Linked DNA regions of Cricetulus griseus: region 2 is linked to region 1. Evidence: chromatin contacts called from public Hi-C data. All regions are on one chromosome and are shown on one strand. Each heading gives the region's core, a stretch centred on a gene start, on an enhancer-like site or on the middle of the called end of the contact. The rest is flanking DNA. Distances are from core to core; before and after follow the strand shown.

Evidence for each region. Hi-C and Micro-C count contacts between places; a contact is called where the count stands out from the background.
Region 2: a contact with region 1 is called in a Hi-C map of the CHO-K1 cell line, with 3 times the contacts expected there. The contact joins the enhancer-like site here to the promoter of Irf2bp2 in region 1. A contact is called at or near these places in 4 of 8 Hi-C or Micro-C datasets (the CHL-YN cell line, the CHO-K1 cell line, fibroblasts and 1 more).

What each region holds. Positions count from the first base shown.
Region 1 is chr3:203,408,276-203,415,639 of CriGri-PICRH-1.0, reverse strand. Irf2bp2 (interferon regulatory factor 2-binding protein 2) reads left to right here and starts at 3,214. Exons shown (of 2, transcript XM_027404792.2): 1 at 3,214-4,269; 2 at 4,857-7,364. The coding sequence starts at 3,327. The coding sequence ends at 5,572.
Region 2 is chr3:203,489,511-203,496,874 of CriGri-PICRH-1.0, reverse strand. No RefSeq gene overlaps it. Among named protein-coding and RNA genes, the nearest start is that of Irf2bp2, 81 kb to the right of the region's middle. Within about 2 kb of position 3,329, at least 6 of the 6 cell types and tissues checked have open chromatin away from gene starts, as enhancers often do. A contact at or near this core is called in the CHO-K1 cell line and fibroblasts, where this site is marked.

The DNA.
Region 1 (7,364 bases), core at 1,965-4,464:
CATTTTGCCCCCAAACTGAGATCTCTATTTTAAAAGAAAAAAATCTTAGGAATTGCAGCCAGGAAAACTGTTGCTCGTCTAGTCTCCACAGAACCCCTCCCTGCAGACTATTTCCTTTAGTTCCTAAAACAAATCACAAGGTTCCAGGGTTCTGGTTAAGCACGGGCCTGGGCTGCTGCACTGCCTGCTTGTCCACTTAGGAATGCACACATACACGCTGCAGCCAATCCTGTAACCTTGACTCTGAGCAGCAAAGCTCATCCTGACTCTTCTGGGAGGACCCAGAGCCTTAAGCAAGAGGGCAGTCTACGTGACTAAAACATGCCAACTTCCTCTTTCATAAGTCGTCACATGGTGAGGTACAATTACAATTCCTGCCTTGTCTGTGCGAATTGCAGACGCATTGCCTCACCCTAGAAACCCCGCTCCTGTGTGTGGAGGAGGCAGGCTGTAACTCCAGCAGCAGCCGCTTTGGACAGGATCCAGCTCCAGTCTGCGCCGGGAGGGAAGGCGGGTGGGTGGAAGACAGAAACAAAGCTATGTTTACTTAGCATACATCGATTAAAAAAAAAAAAAACTGCTTCAGAGTTACATGAAAGGCCAAGCAGCATGAAAGGCTGTTGATACAGTATAAGGAATTGCTGCCCTGGATTCAGGCCTTGCCTTAACCCCGTGGAGCCGGGTTCCTTTTTATGGAGGGCAGCCCAGTCTGAAATAGCCTTTCCGTTTTCCAGCAGGCAGGCATCTCTAGGGGGAAGTTCTAACAGCTGAGTTTCGACATGAAGCCAGTGGTGTGAAATACAAAGGAAATACCGGTCTTTTGGAGAAGTAAAGCTCTACTTAGCATTTCTCAAGGCAGACATTGTACCTCAGTAATTCTATTTTGGGTTGTAGTGTAGGCTTTCCCTGGAGAGGACACTGAGGGCCGCTGGCAGGTGAAACCAGTATAATCAGGCCACGCTTTCATGCAGAGCTCTGCTTTGTTTTAACATTTCCGTGTCTGCCTAGTGGGTCACCTCCTAGGGCACTGAGATGACTCTGCAGTCAGGGCAGCTTCATCTACACTCGATTATCTCCACGGGCAAAATCACGTGCTCAGATGAGTGGCACAGGGTCTTGGAAGAGAGTGACCAGACTGACAGGTCCTGGAGCAGGTGCCCAAACCAGCTGGCACCAGCTGCTTCTGGGAATGGATCCGGGTAGGCCCCATTCCAGACTTGGAGAGGGAGAGGCAGGCTTATGACTGGAAGAGGAGATGGGGAGGCCCTTGACACAGGTGTACCTTCTCCGGAAAGCCCCGAGAGAGACGTTCAAGGTTAGCCTGTGGACGCCCTTGGCAACTGATATTAAGCTTTCTGTGCCATCTCCAACAGGGTTATTCTTGTGCTCTAAGCAGTTCCCTGAGCCGCTTCTCTGTGGGGCATGTTTCCTCTTGTGGCTATTCTTTGAAGCAACCTGGCATTTTCAATAGCAGCAACTGGAAAAACGTCAGCAGGATTTTTTTCCTCCCTTTCCACCTTCCAATCCAGTTGTAGGAAAGATAATGTAATTAGTACCCTGTTCTTCCCACACTTAACCAGCTCATTCCAGTCTTGGGGAGAGAAGTGGGCCTGTGTTGTTCACCACAAAAGCAGCTCTTACACTCAGCCAACTGAGTGTGTAGGTCCCAAATGAGATGGTCAGCCTGAGTGACCAACCACAGATAGCACACACCAATTCCTGCTCCCTATCAAAGTGTACATCTCGGAGTTCAGTCCACTCTGGGCAGCCCGCACTGCCCACCGTGAAAGGGAGCGGCGAAGCGAAGCGGCCGAGCGCATCTGCGCCCATTGGGATAAGCCGGGTGGGACAACGGAGAGCCAAATCCACCCGCCAGCCGCACGCCTCTGGCGCACAAGGGGTAGCCGGCGCCTGGGGCTGGCCACTCCAAGTTCGGCCGGGGTGGAGGTAGTGGGGCAGGGCCTGCGAGCCAGAGTTCGGGGGCGGGACCTGCGCCGTGACGCGGCGGGCTGCAGAGCCCACATCCCTGGAATGTGCACTAGCTCGGCTCGGCCTCAGAGCCCGCGGCGCTGTGCACGTCTATGTGGAGCCTGCGCAGTGGCGGCGTCCCTTGCCCACGTCACGCGCTTGCCGCGCGGACCTACATAAGACGCTGGGGCGGCGGCGCCGAGGGCCCTGATGAGCCTGGGTTATGCATCCTCTTTTTAGTGCACGCGCAAAGGAGGCCGGGCCTGCCAGAGTGCACCAGGCCGTCTGGAGTTTGTAAAACTTAAAGGGACAGCGACTGTGTTGCTTCCTCGACCAAAGCAGGGCTAAGCGTGTTGACTGCGCGCGCGCACGCTCATCTTAGGCCAAGTGAGACTCTTAACAGAAAAGTCTAATAAAGTGCACCTTACTATGCTCGAAATCCCCTGCTCAGGAGGCTGCCAGTAACCAAGCAGTGACAAAGTGACATTGCGTGTAAAATAAAACAGTTTGCACAATTTAATCAAAAGGACACGGCCGTGGGGTGGAGCATCCTAGCGGGGTAGGCGGGGGGTGGGGGTGGGGGACACAGACGACCCCAAGGGCTGAGAGCTGCACACCTGCAGCATCAGGGCCGCGCGAACTCGTGCGGTATTCCAGCCCCTGCGCGCACGCGATCGAGAAAGGGAAGAATCCAGGACGGCGCGCGCGAGAGCGCGGAGGGAGGGCGGGCACACGAGGCCGCGCGCGCCAGGGAGGGAGGGGGCCGCGCAGGCGCCGTGCAGAGCTGTCGAAGAATCAAGTCTGTAGAAGTGGAGCGGCCGCGGCGGTAGCAGCAGCGACAGCAGCGGCGCAGGAGCTGAGCTGCACTGGGTGCTGTGCAGCGGCTGCGCCGGGGCCTAGGACCGAGCTGCACGCCTTAGCGTGCGGCATGCCCCGCCGCTCGGGCTGAGCTGCCCCGGCGGCTGCCCCGCGTCCCCCGTCCCCGCGCGGCTCTGCGCGCCCGGCGCCGCCGCGACCTGCTGCGCTCGCGGCCCGTCTTCGCCCCGGTCTGGAGGCCCGAGCCCGCGCCCCGGCCGAGCCGCCGCCCCCGCGCACGCCGCGCCGCCCCGCCGCCCGTGGGGACCTGCAGCCGCGCCCCGCCGCGCGCCCGCCGCCCCCTCGTGCCCCGGGGGCGCCGCGCGGGCGCCGCGCCGGCCCGGGCTCTGCCGCCGCCGCCGCCTCCTCGCTTGCGGCCGCCGCCGCCGCTAGTCGCGCAGACGCGGGCTTGGGCCGGCCGGCGCGCGCGCGCGGGGACCGCGGGGGGCGGCGGCGTCCCCTCCTCGCCCGGTTCCTCCTGTGGCGCGGCAGGCTGTGCGGACATGGCCGCGGCGGTGGCGGTGGCGGCCGCGTCTCGGCGCCAGTCGTGCTATCTGTGTGACCTGCCCCGCATGCCCTGGGCCATGATCTGGGACTTCACGGAGCCCGTGTGCCGCGGCTGCGTCAACTACGAGGGCGCCGACCGCGTGGAGTTCGTCATCGAGACGGCGCGCCAGCTGAAGCGTGCTCACGGCTGCTTCTCCGAGGGCCGCTCCCCGACCGGCGCTCAACCCTCGACCGCCAAGCCACCGCCACTGTCGGCCAAGGACCTATTGCTGCAGCCGCCGCCGCAGCTGGGCCACGCGGGCGCCGAGGCCGCACGCGCTCAGGCCATGGAGCGCTACCCGCTGGCGCCGGATCGGGCCCCGCGCCTGTCCTCTGACTTTGGCACTCGTGCCGGTGCGGGCCTCCCGCAGTCGGCCGCACCGCAGCCCGCGCCGGCGAACGGCATCCTGGTGCCCAACGGCTTCTCCAAGCTGGAGGAGCCGCCCGAGCTGAATCGCCAGAGCCCGAACCCTCGGCGCGCACACGCCGTGCCGCCCACCCTGGTGCCTCTGGTGAACGGCTCCGCCGCACTGGGGCTAAGCGGCCGTGCTGCGGCCACACTGGCCGCGGTGAGTGGAACACCGGGCCTGGGCTCCCAGCCCGCCGAGCTGGGCACCCACAAACGGCCGGCGTCGGTGTCCGGCGCGGCAGAGCACGAGGCTCGTGAGCCGAACAAGGAGAAGGCACAGCCCGCGCACCGGAGCCCAGCCGACAGCTTATCCGGCGCGTCTGGGGCGAGCGAGCTGGGCGCCGACGGTGCAGGCAAGGGTCGAGCGCCCGGGGAGCAGGACTGGTCCAGCAGGCCTAAGACGGTGCGCGACACGCTACTGGCGCTGCACCAGCACGGCCACTCGGGGCCCTTCGAGAGCAAGTTCAAGAAGGAGCCGGCCCTGACTGCAGGCAGGTTGTTGGGTTTCGAGGCCAACGGGGCCAACGGGTCTAAAGCAGGTAGGGGCGGCTGTGGGGCGAGGGGAGAAGGGATCGAGGGCGTGGACGTTAGAGACAGACAGCGTGCACTCGTGTATGCTGGGGAAGCCACTCTAACATGCACGGTTTTTACTTAGCCCAGAAACAACAAACAGCCAACTTCCTGGTCGGCCTAAGGCTGAAACAGCGCTTAGGAGCAACGTGGTTCCTTTGCTGAACCAGCACAACAGGGATGAGTCAGAGCGGGCTGATAGGCAGCAACACGACGTTTTCCTTTCCCAGCACATTCTTGGATGGGAGCATGAGGGCAGCACTCACCCTTTAACCTGTCTGGGACGTTAGCAGTCACATGTGCCAGTTCTGGGTTGGAACCTTTCAGGCAGGCTTGCATGACTTAGCTTCTCTTGGAAGTGGTGTGCAGGCTTAGAGCCCCTTACTAGAGGAAGTGTTAGAAGCTGCATGCAGAACTTGTATACTAGGTGTGTATTTTGGAGATGGGAAATGTCTCTTTGGATACATTTCCGTTAATTTTTCTTTTTTTCCATTCCGTCTCTGTTTAGTTGCAAGAACAGCAAGGAAAAGGAAGCCTTCTCCAGAACCGGAAGGGGAAGTCGGACCCCCTAAGATCAATGGCGAGGCTCAGCCTTGGCTGTCCACTTCCACAGAAGGGCTCAAGATCCCCATCACCCCTACATCCTCTTTTGTGTCTCCACCACCCCCTACTGCCTCTCCTCATTCCAACCGGACCACACCGCCTGAAGCGGCTCAGAACGGCCAGTCCCCCATGGCAGCCCTGATTTTAGTAGCAGACAATGCCGGGGGCAGTCATGCTTCGAAAGATGCCACCCAGGTTCACTCCACCACCAGGAGGAACAGCAGCAGCCCGCCCTCTCCCTCCTCTATGAACCAAAGAAGGCTTGGCCCCAGAGAGGTGGGGGGCCAGGCCACGGGCAGCACAGGAGGACTGGAGCCTGTGCACCCTGCCAGCCTCCCAGACTCCTCTCTGGCAGCCAGCGCCCCCCTATGCTGCACCCTCTGCCACGAGCGGCTGGAGGATACCCATTTTGTGCAGTGCCCGTCTGTCCCTTCGCACAAGTTCTGTTTCCCTTGCTCCAGACAAAGCATTAAACAGCAGGGCGCTAGCGGAGAGGTCTATTGTCCAAGCGGGGAGAAGTGCCCTCTGGTGGGCTCCAATGTCCCCTGGGCCTTCATGCAAGGAGAAATTGCTACCATCCTCGCTGGAGATGTGAAAGTGAAAAAGGAGAGAGACTCGTGACTTTCTGCATTCAGAAAAGCCCACGGTTACCCTTAACTCAAACTTCTTGAACTGTATATAAATCTCCATATATATATATATATATATAAATATATATATCCAAGACAAGGGAAATGTAGACTTCATAAACATGGCTGTATAATTTTGATTTTTTTGAATACATTGTGTTTCTATATTTTTTTGACGACAAAAGGTATGTACTTTAAAAGGCATTTTCTTCTTTTGTTAACGTTATTAGGCTGTCTGTGCTTGACTTCTCTGGTGACAGTTGCTGTTCTATGTAGGCTGCGACTTGGCTGCTTTTTTTTTTTTTTTTAAAGAGCACTTGGCAAACAAATGCTTCTAGCCGTATTTGTATGCACTTATTTTAAAAAAGAAAAAAAAAGCCAAATACATTTTTCTGACATTGTAAGATTGCCTTACTGTCTGTCATTCCTCATTGCTGGCCCCTCTCCCAGACTGGAGGTCAGTTGGTGGAGAAGGAGGGAAGTGAGTAAAAAGGGGCACTTTTGTCAGAAGGGCATGCCCCTGGGAGATGTGACCCACCTAGCAGGCCCTATCGGAAGGTGGGGAGATGGGGTTTGAATCTTGTCTTGTTAATGGTTCAGTTCTTGCAATACTGATAGAGGTGCTGCTGAAAGATTTGCTGGATTGTGTGTTTGGGAGTTTTTTGGGTTTGTTTTTGTTTTTTTGAAGGCAAGTTGACCGATGTACACTCTGCCCATGTGACCAGTTGTAAGATTTCAATGCTGCATGCTCCTTGGTTGCCTCACTGGTGTTTCCTGCTATAGAAATAATTGTACGGGGTGGTGTGCAAATAAGATGGCTTTGCTGCCGTTTTACAGCAGAGCCTGGCTCTGCAGCGCCACTCAGCCTTTCCAAACACTTCAGGGCTCTTTACTGTTGCTGTTGCAGGCCTGGTGAACCCTCGGGATTTGTTTCATTTCTGTTTTGTTTGTGTTTTGCTCTGTTCTGGTTTGTTTCTTTCATTTACCTGTCCTGTTCCTGCGGCCATTGCTGTTGTCAGTATCCCTACACCCTGTTGTAATGAGTGCTTACTGTAGTATATACATTGACAGTTAACAGCCCTGGGTGCTTCGAGGAGGGCCTGTGGGCATATCAGTGGTGGGGCCCACTGTGGGTAGAGGAAGCCTGCAGTTTCCTTCTTAGATGTGTCTGAAATATTAAGTGTGAATAATGCTGTTCTGGAAAATGACAAAATAGTGAAAACTACAGACATGAAGGGTTTTTACATAATCAAGCCCCACCTCTCCAACTATTTTTAGAAGCCTTTTGTAAACTAATTTCTTTTGATCACTGTTTTGCATTGGTGAAGTGATTGTTTTTTAATGTAAACAACAGGTCATTAGTTATTAGTAGTGGTCGCCCCTTAGTGATGCTGGGTTTTGTGGGGTTTTTTTTACCCCTTTGTGCTGTTTTGGTTTAATGTCAACAGGAACACACTACCCTAAACCCTGATGTGCAGGTGTTTGTAACTTGGCCTTGTAGGCTCAATCATGGCTTCTAAGTCTACTATGGTTAATGTTTTTTTCACAGCCTGGATTCTATTTTAATTTGAAGATATAGGTTATCACCAGCCTGGGATCATTTCTAGTTAACTGGTCTTTTTTTTTTTTTTTTTTAATCAGTCTTTTTAAGGTGGTTTCTTTAGTAGTCAAGTTGCTTGAAAACCAGTGACACTGCACCAAATACAGTATTTCTTGTTGTGTTTTTCGTAAGTGCACCTTGTCCTCCAGGTTCTTGTTACCAGTCATTGTGATGTTACAGACAG
Region 2 (7,364 bases), core at 2,080-4,579, 81 kb before region 1:
ACTTTCAAAGCCAGCTGCTCAATGACAGCTTTTGCAAAGGAGAGACTGCTGCTAGGAGTAGAGTCTGGAGGGCCTAGGTAATTTGGCAAGTCCCAAAACACTGATTTGAGCATAGAGATGGCCAAGACCTCCCACTGCTTGAATGGCTCTTTAGACTCTTCCCCACCCACCTGAGTGGAGCCTTGAAGACACTCACAAAAACAGTCACTATCTCTCCCGATTTTCCACCTCAAGTCCTCCCGCCCAGAGGTCTGGCTCTGGGACAGCTTTTGTAGGAGATTCCTAGCAGGGCTCTCTGCCCAGGCAGGAGCCTCAGGTAATAAGGTCTTGCCATGCAATTAAATGCAGATGTCTGGAAAACACTCTGTTATAGTGGCCATCCCTGTAAAGTCCCCTTTAGATCCTCAAAGGCAGTTCTCTGTGATAAGACCAGTGATGTATCTCCTTGACTTGTCCAGAATAACAGGAATTATAATTGCTATCTACTTGGGATCGCACAGCATTTCTCACCAGCAACAGAGGCAGAACCCCAGAACACAGATTGATAGGACAGGCATAACGTTTGTGTGGAATCGTTTCTCCCGTGCAAGTTAAGCAACTGGGCCTTTTAATGAGAGGAGAATCCCAGAATCAGGAGCAAAAGATGACAGGAGGCCAGGTGGTGGTGGCACATGCCTTTAATCCTAGCACTCAGGAAGAAGAAGAAGGCGGATCTCTGTGAGTTTGAGGCCAGCCTGGTCTACAGAGTGAGTTCCAGGACAGGCTCCAAAGCTACACAGAGAAACTCTGTCTGGAAAAAGAAAGGAAGAAAGGAATGAAGGAAGGAAGGAAAAAAGGAAGGAAGGAAGGAAGGAAGGAAGGAAGGAAGGAAGGAAGAAAGAAAGAAAGAAAAAGAAAGGAGGAAGGAAAGATGACAGACCCCTGGCAAATCACCTGTTTGCACTGTTCTCTACATGGGTCTCTGGACCTCTCCACATGATCAGACCTGGTTTTGCTTCTCTTAACTCTTCAGAAAAGGCAAATCCCTCAGGATCATCCCATTTGTCCACCTGACAAACCTACCAGGAAATCGGTCTTAATGTGTAAGAGAGGGGATGTCTGGTGTTTCACAAATACTGCTTCCAAAGACCACAGATTTTCACGGGCTCAAACATGTTGTGGCAAAGGCCTCTAATGTGCTATAAGGGATGTTGATTGACTCAGTGATCTTTCTAGAAATAACCAGAGTAGTTCTCTCAAAGAGTCAGCCCAGGATACACATGGGATGTACCTGGACCAGCCTGGAGCTGGCATCAGTCCTAAAACAAAGAGGCTCTTCTGGGTCACTGTTCTAGTAGGCCCCGGGGGGGGGGGGTGTTATCCCTGTTGTCACTATGGGATCTTTTTGTTTGGTGACCAGCTGACAGCTCTGCTATTGAGCCAGAGCGTCCCTCATATCTCCTCCCCCAGTTCTTGAAGAACTAAGCTAATCTTTGCATCTGTTCTGTTTGGCAGGGAGCTGTCCTTTACCCTGTCTGCCCCAGTTGAGACAAAGGTGTATTTCTTTCTGACTTCCAGCTGCTTTCACCACCCTCCCTGTGGTGATAGACTCTGGCATGCTCTGGGGACCAAGCCTGTGGTCTCCTTTGATTAGGAACTGCTGTACAGAGTAGGTATTGACATAATGGCCTTCTGTGGCTTTGGTCCTTAGCAAGAATGACAGCCAGTGGGTATGCAGGCCAGGGGGAGGTAGTGATGGAACAAGAATGTCCCCAGGAGTGTGGGATAGTCGTGGTACCTGTTCTGTTCGTAATACTCTTCAGAGGGGTGCATCAACACCTCTTCCCTACTAGACCCTATTTGGCTGAACATAGTGAACAAACCACTTTTGGCTTGTCATGCCTCCTAATAAGCCTAGACCTGGGATAAAAGCAGCATGGAGCAGGCACAGGGACTTCTGGGATCTTCTCCTGCTTGCCTGCTTTTCCCTTCTGACCTTGGGCCATGTCTCTCCTGGCAGCTCTACTTCAGTCCCTGCATAGGAAGCCAAGACCTAGCTGGAAAGACAGCGGGGGCCATTCGAGGTGCCACAGGATCCAGCTGAGGGTAAGAGTCAGTGTGTTTTACAGGGAGGTTCCCAGGTTTAGACCAACAATTTTTTGGTCTTGGACTTCCCAAGGCACCAGCTGCAGGGCCAGGAGTCAGGCCTGTTGCAACACTTTCTAGATTTTGAAGAGGCCTTTCTGGGAACTTTGCTTAACCCTGAGGGTCTGAAAGCCTGGCAGAGGACCTCTACTTCTAAGCAACCTTTGCCTCAGAAACCCATGGCTAGCGAGGGCCTGGAGCCTTGCCTGTGGTCATGACCCGTCACCGACACCCCCCCCGCCCCCCAAGATGTTTCACTTTCTAAGCAGGTGACAAATGAGCCTAATTAAGAACATTGCAATGTCCTCTTCAGAGTCCCTCCTGGCTCCATTCCGTGTAGGAACAAGGACATACTGGCTCTTATGGGGCCCATAGCCCTGACAAAGGCCACTTAGTTCCAGTGCACCCTGAACTGCCCGGGGTAGAAGGCCTGATTGACATTAGATTGTGTCACAGCAATAAGCACAGCCCTCCGGGTGGTGGCAGTGACAGCCATGACACTAGGTTTGCCTTGGTGTCCAGAGGGTACCCAGACCACTGCCTTCCTGTCTCCTCTCTTTAATGATCCACGGGCCTGGCCCCCTGGAGCTTTCTCAGAACCATAGACACATGTCCAGCGGAAAGCATAACAGTTTCCCGTTTGGTGTTACCCACTCCACAATGCCTCAGGAAGAGAGGGAGAGAAGAGAAACAAGGCCTGGGAACCAGCCCCACTCCCTCCCACAAGGTGCACAGCAAGGCCTGTTTATCCCCAGCTACAGCAGTGACAGCCGCTGTGACAGCAAGGAGGTGTCTTCCTCCTCCCTGCAGGCCCCACTGGGTAGGTTAACTGCCTTTCTCTCTGCTCCAGGCTGCACATCTGGATAAAGGCGTGCCTCTCTCTCTCTCTCTCTCTCTCTCTCTCTCTCTGTGTGTGTGTGTGTGTGTGTGTGTGTGTGTGTGTGTGTTTTAAACTTTCCTTTCCACTGCCATAGTAACCACTGCGTGTTTGGCAAAGGGACGGAGGAAGGAAAAAAAAGCAAAGCCCTGGGAGGAACAGAGCTCTGAGCGCAGGGCTGGCAGCCTGCCAGGGTAGTCACGCTGTGGAGCTGAAACGAGGCCTCTGGCCGGCAGCCAAGTGACAGAGAACAAAGCTGTCAGTTCCTAATGTTGGCGGCAAAGCTTGCTTGGCACCCTTATATGGTTTCCCATAAGTCCCTGCCTTGGCCACCGTCCATTCCCTTCAGGGCAGCAAACGGGGATTAGCACTGCTTCAAGTTGTTTTTCTCCTCTTCTCTCCAACTGCTCCAGTGACATCACCCCTCCGCATTCAAGTGCCAGCAGGGTGGCTTTTCTCTGCCCCGCCCCCTCCACCCTAGCCCTCCATTACTCTCCCTCCCTCCTCTCTCTCTCCCTCTCCCTCTCCTCTCTCTCTCTCTCTCTCTCTCTCTCTCTCTCTCTCTCACACACACACACACACACACACACACACACACACGCACTTCCTGTAGCCTCCCCTTTTCTCCCTTCCTTTTTTCTTTAAATGCAGTGTTTTAGGTCATTTCTCTAGTCCAGACTTTTTTTTTCTACTAAATTAAAAACACTCAGGCACTTGTGCATTTAGCTGAATCAAGCCAGACGCTGTATTTTATTTTTATAACTGAATTCCTGAGAGATAAAAATCTCATTTTCCTTAGTAGGCTGTAATCAGCCCTTGCAGAGATGTGGGTTCCAACCGCCCCATCTCAAGCTTCCTTAAGCAGCTCCATAGAGAGATGAACTTGGCTCCTGTTCAGGTTTAAAGGGGCCCTGAGGCTGGTCAATGGCTGTTTGTTACACTCATGCACACACAGACTCACATATACTTCTTCTGGTTATGGAAATGCCACCTAGACCGCTGGACACACAGTCAGTACACACTGTGCTCCTCCCCTTTCCAGAAGGAAAATAGGTGAGTAAGTCAACGCCAAAAGCAGCTTCCGAAAAGACTGGTTTCAACTAGCAAGTGCCAGGCAGTGTTATGCAACTCACGGCTAGGTTCGTGAAAGGAATGGAGGTTTGCCGACTGCACAAATGGTCCCCCTCTCCCCGCCCCACTCTGATTCATGAACTAGTTTTCTGATTCATGAATCACTCGGGAGCCAGCAGGAGAAAAAATGAGTCGTATTGATCTCATTTCAGTTGAAATGGGCTCAGCAGGCCTATTGCTGGCTGAGGAAAGCTGTCCAGGGCCAGACATTCACTTCAAGCCTCCCCCTTGGTCTGAAGGCAGGTGCTCCTATGGCACTCTTAAAGGGATACAACATAATCTACTGCTACAGTGGACATTGGTGGAAAGTCTTTGTCAGGGGCCATCAATTTCTATTGGTGGTCTAATTAATTTAATTTAATTCTTATGAGATGGGAGAGGGGGCACTCTGTAGCCCAGGCTAGCCCCATCCATTTGGCACCTCTCAAGAGTCATAATGTCTTTTCTGAATTCTGGTGAAGTTTATTTGTTACTCTTGTGCTGGTGGATGGTGCCCTGGGCTTTTGTACACACTCGGAAGTGTTTCATCACTGAGCTATATTTTCAGCAGGCTCCCTGCTTTTTATTTAGAGATAGAGTCTCATTAAGTTGTCTAGACAGACTTTCACCTCATTCTGTAGCCCAGGCTGGCTTTGAACTCACATTCTGCCTAAGCCTCCTGAGTAGCTAGGCTGACAAGCCTAGTGACTTCTAAAGAAGAAAATCCTGTTCTGAATCAACAAACAAATGGCCTCCCATCCCCCTCCCTTACAGCCTCTTCAGCTAAGAAGGATTCTAGATAATGCTCTGTGTTACACAAGGGCAGGTTGGTCATGATTGGGGGCACACCTGAGACCACATAAACCCAGTCTTTCCTTCCAAAAAGAAATGAAGGTCTTTTCCTTTTCTTTAGTAGTGCAAGAAGCAGGAACTGAGCCTGAGGCCGGAGGCAGATGAAAAGAAGCCCACCCCCTACCCCCATTCCCCTGAGCTGCCACTTGGTACATTCCTTGTGAGATGTATCCATTCCATAGTCCTTCTCCCCTCCCACTCCTACTCCAGACTTTGGGAAATTTAAGACATTTGGCTGAGCTAGGCATGGTGGCTCTTATCTGTAATATTACTAATCCTTAAAGGGAGGCTGAGACAGGAGGACTGTGGTGACTTTGAAGCCAACCTAGACTAGGTAGTGAATTCAAGGCCCTTAAGGCACATGATGAGACCCTGACCCAAAAATAAATATACATGGCTGGAGACATAGCTCAGCCAGACATTCTCAGTAAGCATGAAGACTGAGGTTGAACCCTAGAGCTCAGGTAAAAGAGTCAGGTATGCTGGAGTATGCACTGGGAAGGCAGAAAGAAGCACATATCTGGGACATGCTGGCCAGGTAGGTAGCCTAATAGGGAAGTCCCAGGTCCCAGGGAGAGATCCTTTCTCAAAAACAAAAACAAACAAACAAACAAACAAACAAAAAAGGCAGACTGCTGACTGCTGACTGCTCCTGAAGAATGACATTTGAGGTTGGCCTCTGTCCTGTACTATCATGTACACACACACACACACACACACACACACACACACACACACACACACACGATAATGTAAAATAATAATAATACTTGACTGTCTGATACAGGCTTTTCAGAAACTGCATAAAAGCTGGCAATCTAGACAAGAAGAGGATTGTGGCCTCATTTATGGAATTTTGGGTCCAACTATGGAGAAATGAGCCTGCAGATTTCAGATTCCTGGACATCAGCTGCACTGTGGCCCTGAGACGCATTCCACCAGTCAGAGACTGGAGGAGGTCACCTTCCTCCTTTTTATTACACTTTGCCCAGAGGAGGCCTGGGAGACAGGGAAGGAAGGCAGGCGAGTATGAATTTCAATCAGCAGGCAAAGGAGTCTCTTCCCCTCCTGAGGTCCCTGTGAAGGTGCCTTTCAAAGGGCTCCTCCTCTATCAGCCAGAGCAAGGCCCCACAGGTCCCCAGGTTAAAGCTGTGCCCACCGACTTGCTAGCTGGTCTTAGAGCACACTGCGCTTGGAGGTTGATTCATGTTTTGTATTATTGTCTTTGGTTTTCCCCTCCAGTGTATCCCAGCTCCTGTGACCAACCTGAGTCCCTAGGACAGCTTTGTATAACACCCACTGGGCCAGCCCCAGTGTCTCAGAGCCTTGACTCCAGCATCTTCCATGCACCTGGCAGCACATCAAAACCTCTGTTTCATAACATACTCAAAATAGGATATTTTACTAACATGCCAAGCCCAGGGCTTCTCATGTCGGGGCTGGGAGTTTTATGAATCATTAATGGTTAAACAGAGATGAACCCCCCCATCTCCAGGATGCCCAACCTGCCTGTCTCTGGGGGTTAGAATAAAGAAGGAAGTCGGAAGACTGTGGTTTCTATAGCCAGGGTCTGCCAGTTAGTGACCGGGAGACCTTTTCAAAGAATTCCCCAAATAATCTCAAACACATTGAGCATCTTACTCATGCTTTAAAAACAGAAAAAGAAAGAACTACCTTCCTCCTGCCTCCTCCTCATTCATGGGGAGTGTGGTTTCCTTTTATTTGTTGCCAGACACTGGCAGTTGCAGACTTAACCCCTGACTCTCCTTTGAGGAGGGCAGCTTCCTGCAAGAAACACCTAGGTCTGGGCCCCACAGACTGACTGCATGCTTGAAATCCACTTCAGGGTGGTGGATGATGGGGTCAGAGCAGAGAGACTGCAACCCTTCCCCTTCGGGCCCTGTACCCGCCTGCCTCATCTGGCCCTGGTTTAGATTATGATGGGGAAGGGTGTGTCCTCCCAAAGACCATTTGGAGCCTGTTTAGGAGCCCTTCTGGAAATTTCTTCCTGAGGCAGCCAGTGAGTGTTCCTGGATTCCGTTTTGTCACATTGTCCCTGCTGGTGCAGCTGTCTCCCTTCCTAGTCCTGCCAGACACATGGTTGATGTCCTTGTACAGATGGTCCCCAGGGCATCACTTCCCAACAGTAGAAGCCTTCATCACTCACAGTGGAGGTGGGGGGTCACGAAAAGCTTTGGTGCACTTGACTGAGGCCGGTGGGGGGTTCAGGCCAGCAAGGCTGACCTTGGGAAGAGCCATGTGACCATGGATAGATGTTTCCTGTGTCCGTGAGACACCTTGAGAAGACAGAGCTCTGTGGCTCATTCTGTAGCAACACCTCTGCAGTTCCCTTTCCCCCAACTCACATCCTCCCTGGGCCCCTCTCTGGGCCACTCAGATA